Linked DNA regions of Zea mays: region 1 is linked to region 2. Evidence: chromatin contacts called from public Hi-C data. All regions are on one chromosome and are shown on one strand. The core of a region is the stretch at or near the end of the contact, and the rest is flanking DNA. Distances in the headings are between cores, read along the strand shown.

The links. A called contact is a pair of places that touch in the nucleus more often than the background predicts.
Region 1: a Hi-C map of leaf shows a contact between it and region 2, with 5 times the contacts expected there. The contact joins the promoter of LOC100279273 here to the enhancer-like site in region 2. A contact is called at or near these places in 2 of 25 Hi-C or Micro-C datasets (leaf and tassel).

What each region holds. Positions count from the first base shown.
Region 1 is chr4:34,741,960-34,746,871 of Zm-B73-REFERENCE-NAM-5.0, forward strand. It overlaps LOC100279273, which reads left to right and starts at 3,169. Exons shown (of 12, transcript NM_001360958.1): 1 at 3,169-4,104; 2 at 4,735-4,803. The coding sequence starts at 3,368.
Region 2 is chr4:34,484,279-34,488,840 of Zm-B73-REFERENCE-NAM-5.0, forward strand. LOC100281091 (LHY protein) reads left to right here. Exons shown (of 11, transcript NM_001370710.1): 10 at 1-608; 11 at 698-1,304. The coding sequence ends at 1,048. Among protein-coding and RNA genes, the nearest start is that of LOC100281091, 34 kb to the left of the region's middle. Within about 2 kb of position 1,738, at least 2 of the 20 cell types and tissues checked have an H3K27ac peak or open chromatin away from gene starts, as enhancers often do. A contact at or near this core is called in leaf, where this site is marked.

The sequences.
Region 1 (4,912 bases), core at 1,919-4,418, 260 kb after region 2:
GGCTACCTCATGCAATGGTCATTTCTTAGGATCTGTGTATATGCTGATCCTAATATACAGGACGTTATGGTTGATACCTGACGATTTCCCACCTGATGTTTTCCCTTTGAATTTATAGGATTCTTCCAGAAAATATGGGATACATTTTATCTCATCCTGAAACAAAAGATCGAGTGCAATCATGGTCTGATGCTTCTGATGTTCTTAGATATGCTTTTACTTTGACAGAAGACACAACTGATCATCAGTACGAGGTTCACACCTTCTCTAGATGCCATTTATCAGATGCTATTATTGAAGTTTTAATTCAGACTTATCTTCCTATTACCTTAGCGAATTTTATATTTTGTGAAAGTGTGATATTTATTTAGTATTAAGAAATCTTACTGTTGTAGTGATGTCAACAATTGTTTTTCTGTTGGGGGTCACAATTCATGACAGTCTGTGATTGCTGATCCCATGTCTTGAATACACATTATCAGGTTGTTTTGGTCCTAATTGAAATGGTTTTTCTGGTTTCCAACCTTTTTACTGAATTCTTCTCTACGATACAGATTTGTAGGTTGCGTTGCTCCCAGATTTTCTGTTCTAAATGCCTACCTAGCAACAACTATGGTTGTTTGCTTATGAAAATCTGTAGTCTAAACATGCTCCTCTTATATGCCTTTAGTCATTTGCGTTACTTTGCTGGAGTAGTAGCTGCATACACTTCGCTTGAATTACCTTGACACAAACACACGTACTCGCTGCTCCGCGGCTCGCTGCACTGCCCATGCAACTGCCCCGCTGACATAGACGCTGAGACCTTCTCTAGATGCCATCTATCAGATGTTATTATTGAAGTTTTAATTCAGACTTATCTTCCTATTACCTTAGCGAATTTTATATTTTGTGAAAGGTTTGTTGTTCGCAACTTGCAAGGTGTGATATTTATATTAAGAAATCTTACTGTTGTAGTGATGTCAACAATTGCCGAGACGACGACGACGCCGACGGCGCCCGCTCGCCATGGAGCGTGGGCAGCAGCAGAGGCTGCACCGCGCCGCGCACCGTCTCCTGCGACGCCGGGTTGCGGTACGTGCACCGCACCGTCAACGAGTGCGGGTGGCTGCCCAGCGGCGCCCGCACCTCCACCAGCAGTTCACGCTCCTCCTCCGCGTACATCTCGCCCAGCCGCACGCTCACCCCCGCACCACCGGAGACTCCCACGGCCTGCTGCCCGGGCCTGCACGACTACACCGCCGTGATCTCCCCCGTCGGGAACACCAGCTCCAGATGCACCTCTTGCATCACCATGCTCACCAGCCCGCCAAGGCACTTGGCGAACGCGTGCTCAACGGGAGGCTCCTCCTCGCACTCGGACACAAGAGGAGGCGGGTCGCCGGGGCCGATGGGGATCTCCACATGGGTGAAGCGCGTTGCTGGGGCCACCGCTGGCCGCCCAAACTGCTTCCTTGACGAGTTTTCCGGCGCTGCCGACTGCTGCTGCTGGGTGTCGGAGAGCAGCATGACGGTGGCCACCGGGTTGCGGTCCCGCCAGTCCTCGAGCACCTTGGTGGCCTTGCGTAGCGCGTCGCCCACGCACACACTCTGCTGCCCCAGCGTTGCCGTGGCCGTGGTCGCGGCCGCGCAGACGGCAAGGCGGTCGACGATCTGCCGCGCGGACTTCGTCAAAGAAAGATGCAAAGCACTTTATAGGTAAGATGGATTATCAAATAATATTATTTGACATTTAGGTTTTTTTTCAGAATTTTTAGATGGTAGATTGCTAAACTTGGCTATTCCTATTAACCATTGTTTCCTCTGTAACAGAGTTCTCGAAGAAGGTTCCTTCGATTAAGTCATATCGTATTATACTCGGTGATATGAGAGACAAGCTTTACAATACACATGAGCGGGCATGCCAATTGTTATCTAGTGGATATGCTGACATTCTTTAAGAATCTACTGTCACAAACATTGAGAAGGTCAACTATTGATCAAAGAACCTTTGAATTGCACCAGTTGAATAATGTTTTTTCTTAAGTTATATGCCTCACATTGAATTGTCTCATTCATTGATGCCATTCGATTATATGCCTGTTATATTCCTATTGTACAATTCATTCAAAGTGTCTTCTCATTTTTCTACACTTCTAAATCTACTTGCTAACGAATTATGCATAAGTTATTTTCCTCTCACCGCACTCACAAATCCAAACCAATTTTCTATTGGTCCATGACTGATTAAATTAATAGTAATTAATGGAAGGGACTTTGACCAGGCTTAGGTCATTTGCTTTGTTTGTCGGTGGAGATCAAGAAAGCAGAACCAAATAAATCCTCTAATCCACCAGACCACCACCACCAGTGTATGGTAGAAATGCTAGGTCAACATATGATAGTGGCTCTAAGGACCACCCTTTAGCTGACAACTATGGTGCATTGGTATAATAGCTGGATATGAACATATGAGCTACATCGCTCATCAATGAAAGATGCAAAGCACTATATAGGTAAGATGGATTAGCAAATAATATTGTTTGACATTTAGGTTTTTATATTTTATATAATACACTATTAGGTGAGTGCATGTGCGTTGTAGGCCTAGGTTTCTCTTTGATATCATTACGGACGGCTCGCGAATGTTGTCATCCATCTCATAATCGTATAACACATATGTATATATAAGTTATCGAGATATTATATGTTCCAGATGCAATGCACGAGCACTGACCTATCTTATATAATACACTAGGTGAGTATCCGTGTGTCACAGGTCCAAGTTTCTCTTCGATATCATCCCGGACAGCTCGCATATATGTCATCCTCTATCTCATAACTATATAACATATATGTGCATATATAAGTTATCGACATATTATATGTCTCCGTTGCAACGCACGGACACTGATCTAGTTAAAGATAAGGGTGTGTTGACAGAGCCGAATTTTCAGCCTCAAGTGATCATTAAAGATAAGAGAAATATTTAGGCGGTGTTGCTGAGAATACTCACTAAAGCATGTCTAAAAAAGTACTCTAACGCAAATAAATAAATGCTACTAAATCCGAATTGATATCCAAATCCGGGTAAAATTCATCCAAACCTCGACGAAAAAGCCAGGCAGAATCACGAGGTATCGTGAAATTCCCATCGCCCTCCTGCTCCTCGCCAAATCGACGAGACGCCGACGAGAGATCCGACTACCTCGCGCTCCGACACGCCAACGCGTAGATCTGGTAGAATAGGTGGCGGTGGGCTCGGACGTGCAGTGGTAGTCTCTTCTGCAGTGGCAGCGGCGGAGGAGACGGGGGAGCGAGCAGTCGCCGCGGCGTGGGTCTGTTGTGTGCTGGGACTCGGGTTCCGTGAAACCCTAGACGCCGCGGGATGGCGTCGTATAGGCCGTACGCGCCGCCGCCGCAGCATCCGCCGCCGCCGCCGCCACCACCGCAGGGCGGCTATCCGCCGCAGATGAATTCGTACGCGCCGCCGCCGCAGCAGGCGCCGTACAGCAGGATGCCGGCGCCGACATACCACGCGGGGCCTCCGCCACCACCGCCACCGGGGCCGCCGCCACCTCACCAACCGCAGTTCAATTTCGGTCCCGGGCCTCCGCAGCAGCTCCCGCCCCCGCCCCCACCGCAGATGTACTACCAGCCGCCGCCACCGCCCTACGGCGGGAACAGTAATCCGCCTCCTCCACCTTCGGCGCCACCCCCGCCTCCGTCCCCACCCCCTGCGGCATCGCCCCCGCCCCCTCCGCCTCCGGCACAGCCACCGTCTGCCCATGCCCTGCTGCCCCCAAAGGGGCCACAGCCTAAGGCAACGCTGCTGAGAGCGGAGACGGAAGAGGAGCGTCGTGCGCGGAAGAAGCGCGAGTTTGAGAAGCAGCGGGTGGACGACCGCAAGCAGCACCAGATGATGCGCCAGACACAAGCCACCATTCTGCAGAAGACACAGCAGGTTCGCACTGCTCAGCAGCAGCCGCAGAGCCGCCACCACCACCACCACCCTCCGGGTGGCTCTCGGGCAGGGGCAACTGGGTCTCGCCCAGCAACAGCGGTTAATGCTGAGAGGTTTGAGAACCGGCTAAAAAAACCAACAACGTTCCTCTGCAAGCACAAGTAAGTCCAGCCAAGTTTGGGTCCGTTAGGTTGTGTTCGTGCCAAAATTTAAATTCTCAGCTTGTAGTTGGGTAACATTTTCATTGATCATGCACGTCTTAGGGCCTTAGGGGTGTAAAACTTGGGCAACATATGCTATCCTTAGTGAGTGACAGACTGCTTACATATAATTTTTTATGTTGTCATTGAAATGTCGGGGCGTCCAATGGAAAGGATCATTGTTTTCTGAATTTGTTTTATAGTTTCTTTAAATTTTGTGCTTCTCGACATGCTTAGAAAGATTAGTACTTCCACTTAGTTCTGGGGAACTACTTGAGAATATAGTGCTTAAAAGGTGCATGAGTTCGTCTATCAACCAATTTCTTTGTTATGGACCTATAAAGGGACCCCTTTCTTGTAACAGAGCAGGCATATCAAAACTTAGGAATGGTTTGGAAGTTACCTCGCTATTATGAAATGGCAATTTTCTGTTGTCTGTATGTTTAAAATAGTGTCCGTATGTGTACCGTTTTTATGAAGCCTTAACCAACTGCTGATTTGTATCAAATATTTAAATCTTGGTGATCTATATCTGTTGTGTAATTATACACTTGAATGATCCAGTTTTGCCTTTTCTTTTTGGTGGCACAGATTTAGGAATGAACTCCCGGATCCAAGTGCTCAGCTGAAATGGCTGCCCCTGAATAAGGATAAGGACCGGTATGCATCACTACCTGTCTACTCCCCAGCCCCCCTTTTTTTATTTAAGATAAGATTGCATCTTTGGAGCAGTACAAGCCATACTTCAGTATTGCTCTTGCTCATCTAC
Region 2 (4,562 bases), core at 488-2,987:
GCGTCCAAGGAAGGAACATAGGCTCTCCTCCAAGCATGGTTTCTATTGTAGCAGCTACAGTTGCTGCAGCATCTGCATGGTGGGCAACACAAGGTCTTCTCCCTTTCTTCGCTCCACCCGTGGCTTTTCCATTTGTACCAGCTCCTAGTGCTGCCTTTCCCACAGTTGATGTTCCACGACCTTCAGAGAAAGACAGAGATTGCCCAGCTGAAAATGCACAGATTGAATGCCAAGAAGCTCGAAAACAGGTACAGTTCGAAGGTTTAAGAATTGCTGCTTCTTCAGAGTCTGATGGGAGTGGAAAAGGCGAGGTGTCTCTCCATACGGAGTTAAAGCTATCTCCTGCCCAGAATGCTGATGCCACACCTACCACAGGAGCTGGCACAAATGATGCATTCAGGAATAAGAAAAAGCAGGATCGCTCTTCATGCGGTTCTAACACACCTTCAAGTAGTGATGTAGATGCGGGCAATGTTCCTGAGGAGGACAATGCTAATGAGAAGGCGAAGCAAGCCTCCTGCAGCAACTCTTCAGCTGGTGACACTAACCACCGCAGATTTAGAAGCAATGGAAGCACAAGTGATTCATGGAAGGAAGTTTCCGAAGAGGTTGTAATCTACCAACAATATGCTAATTCACTCTGTCCAAATTTTTGAGCACGCATCATTGCCTTTCTGATTCACTTCTTTGTTGACAGGGTCGTCTGGCTTTCGATGCGCTGTTCAGTAGGGAAAAGCTTCCGCAAAGCTTTTCTCCCCCACAAGCAGTAGACTCGAAGGAGGTTGCCAAGGAGGAGGAAGATGAAGTGACCACAGTGGCAGTTGACCTCAACAAGAATGCCACAAGCATTGATCATGATGACCTCGACACAATGGATGAGCCCAGGGCTTCCTTTCCCAATGAATTGTCGCACCTGAAGCTGAAATCGCGCCGTACAGGCTTCAAACCATACAAGAGATGTTCTGTGGAAGCGAAGGAAAACCGGGTGCCGGCTAGCGACATGGTTGGTACCAAGAGGATTCGTCTTGATAGCGAAGCATCCACATAATTGATTTCTTCAAAGTTATATTTACATCTAAGCTACTATAGGACTTCAGATCTTGCAATGCAGTGCTTCATTAAAACTCAATCTGTTGTGTGCTGTATTTTAATGCTTGTCAAGCAGCCCGCTAGACTGCTTTAAAACCTTATCTCGTAGAGTCTGATTTAAGCATCATGCAACTATCAAACTTTTTTTTTTGGTCAAAATGTATTTTCCTTATGTTTTATATTTTTGGAAAGGAAAATAATTGAAATATTATTTATTTTGAAGGCTCATGCAAAGGTTTATTTGATCAAGGTGTAGGATAGGCTGAGCGAGAGGGTGAACATTATGACTAATATAGGGCAGAAAATATTTGAACATTGTCATGTTTGCTGTTGCTAGAAGATTGTGTAGAGAAAGTACTCACATAAATGTTTCACTTCTATTTTAACTTGTGTTATGCTATCATGGATTGTGTTATCATTAACTTGGGTTATGCTCTCATGGACATCCATCCATTAATTGTGTTATCCTGCATGAGACAATTCATGAAGTCCACCGGAAGAAACTAAATGAGGTCATTTTGTAAATAGGTTTTGAAAAAAAAACTTATGATACAGTTAGATGTTTTTTCTACAAATCTACATATGATCTTTCACTCAAATGGACCAAATGAGTTGGAACCTTTATCATAGGCAGAAGTATAGCAGTTAATGTAAAAGATAAAATTGGACACTTTGCAAACAAAGAAAGAACTTCGTCAACGGAACTGTAACACCCCGGGATCCACAAACACCTCGGAATGCTACTGAATTACACTTCTGACATTTACAAAATTGCATAAATGAGGGGACAACAATGTATAAACATATATCATGACAAAAAACATACTAAGTATTATTAATCGGCTAGCAAAGGGAAGTTAAATATACGACATGAATTGAATTAACCAGTGCGCACAACTAGTTAAAAAAAACAAACACCATTTGACAACAAGTTTCTAATTAAATCATGGTTGCGCCTGGGCAGCGTTATTATGAGAGTGAAAGTGGACGTGCTGCTACTCCCCTCATTCCCAACATATATCAAGTACCTGCATTGAGTAATGCAAGAGTGAGATGACACATCTCAGCAAGTAAAATAATAACAAATTGTTTAACCATATAAAAACATTGTTTTACCACCACTTGATTTCACAACCTTCTTAATACGAAGATGCAGCATGAATACGACGTACAACACACCTAGTTACCACACCTCGCAGGTAGAAACCACAATAGTAACATAGTAATGTCACACTTCATATATACCTCATGAGTGCAAATGTCCACAAATGCAAGGATGACTTCTGCCTCCATACCTCTAAGGATATGAAGCCGCATCGTACCCCTCATCGGGCAACGTACGATGCTAAAAGTGTACCGGTACGGTCGTACCATAAGATCACGACATAACTTCAAAACGCAAGATGGATGATGCGATATGCATGGCATGCCTACAACACTTCATATAACGTGATTCAAAAATATACTTCAACTATATCCAAGATGGGAATCAACCACATATATCATTCCCAAATCATGATCATCCGCAATATTAGACAATTGAGAATTAATACTTTCGAACAAATAAACTTTATCATAGAATACAATGATTAACACATTTAATACTTATGCATACTCAATGACAAGGCATAGGATGCAAACCAAACGGTAGGAACCACCACTATATTTACTTGCCTTCACCGGGAATTTGGAATGGTACTCCACCACCTGTTTTTGACACACACCTTAGTGCACAAATCAACATAACAAGCACTAATAAACAACGCCACACCTACGCACAATTCCAACCCGTCGCGAGCGACAACTCTCCCCATCACCACCAAACTGTAGCGGCGCTGCTTGATAATTTCATAACTTTAAAATTATAACAACAGTGATATTAATCAAAAACTCCGGAAGCATCTACATAAAATTCTCCACAAGTTTTATATTCAAATGATAATTAAATTGCAACATATAATTAGCCCAAACCCGTCTACAAGATACACCCTGCAATCTATTTTTGGACAGCAACATAGCCGGGTTCAAACAGCGATATCTCCTAAAGTATAACTCCGAATCGAGCGCATAAGTACTCGTTGGAAAGGTATGACAAAGCTTTACATGATTCTCATACTTTTTACCACTAATTACCCACGAAAAATCCCCAGAAACTGATAATACTACAGTTGTTCGCCCTCCCACAAAAATTCTGGACAACACCTCTACCGATTCGCATAGGTAAACATGTAACCGATTGGATTGCAGCACAAATACAAAAAAATGATCACAAAAATCACCTTGGGTTCTTCCTTTCCTCCTTCCTTTCTTCCTTCTTCCTCCCTCCAAACTCCAATGGAAGACTCGCACCCACACGACGGGGTACCAAGCAGGGAGGCTGCACCTTGGAGAGGAGGAGGTGGGGGGCTAGGGTTGAGGGGTGGTGCTGCAATCACTTGGGGAAGAAGGAGAGGGAGAGAGAGAGGGGGGCGGCCAACAAAGGGGAATAGGGGAGGGGGTGGCTGCAACCAAAGGGGAATAGGGGAGGGGGCGGCTAGGGTTAGGGGGGAAAACTAGTGGCTCCCCACCGCCGGATTGAGATCCACGGCCCAAACTCGCTCTCACGTCTGCTCCTGATCCCAGCGCACAAGTCCAACAAAAATTCTACTATTTTACTGGTGAATGCTTCCTAAAAGTTCCAAACCCATGTAGCACAGGACCTGGAAGAGAAAACAAAAAAAGAATAATCTTCAATTTCTCTTCTTTTTGAAAATTGGGTATCACACTCTACCCCCCTTAAAAAGAATTCGACCTCGAATTCCGACGCTTCTATCGGAACGATAAAATAAAGATTAATGAATCAACAAAATTCACACGTAACGAAAAGTTCGGGTACTTCTGCCGCATCAGCTCCTCAAGCTCCTAGGATTCTAAGATACGCAGCAGACGACACTCTAGAGTCTGGTCTTGCTACACGGGAATCGGCTCTAGCTCGATTTGATGGTCTGGATTCCGCATAAACTTTCTCAACATAAAGACATGGAATACATGGTGTACTCTGATTATAGATTCCGATAATTGCATGTGCTAAGCCTAGCTGCCAACTCGGCTAAGATAGTAGACGGTCCTATATACCTCGGACAAAGCTTTCCTGACACCGAATCAACATTGACATATGCAAGTACTTCAATGAATGCATATATGAATGCAATGCATATAGTGCTCCTATAGCCTAAAACAAACTTAGCCAAACAAGAGCAACTTCAAGAGAGCAACTTAATGCTTGCATATTTCTGGACAGCAGCACAGCGGTTAATTGTTTTGCTCATAACTCACAAAATATGCATAAAAAATAGTAAACTAGGACTTTATGGAAAGCTTATAAAGTACACTATACCCTTAGTATTATCATCACAACAAGATTTGACACTTAGAAAGGTCAAACAATGCTAAACGTAAATTCTGTCTAGACTTGGACATAATTCAACTACTCA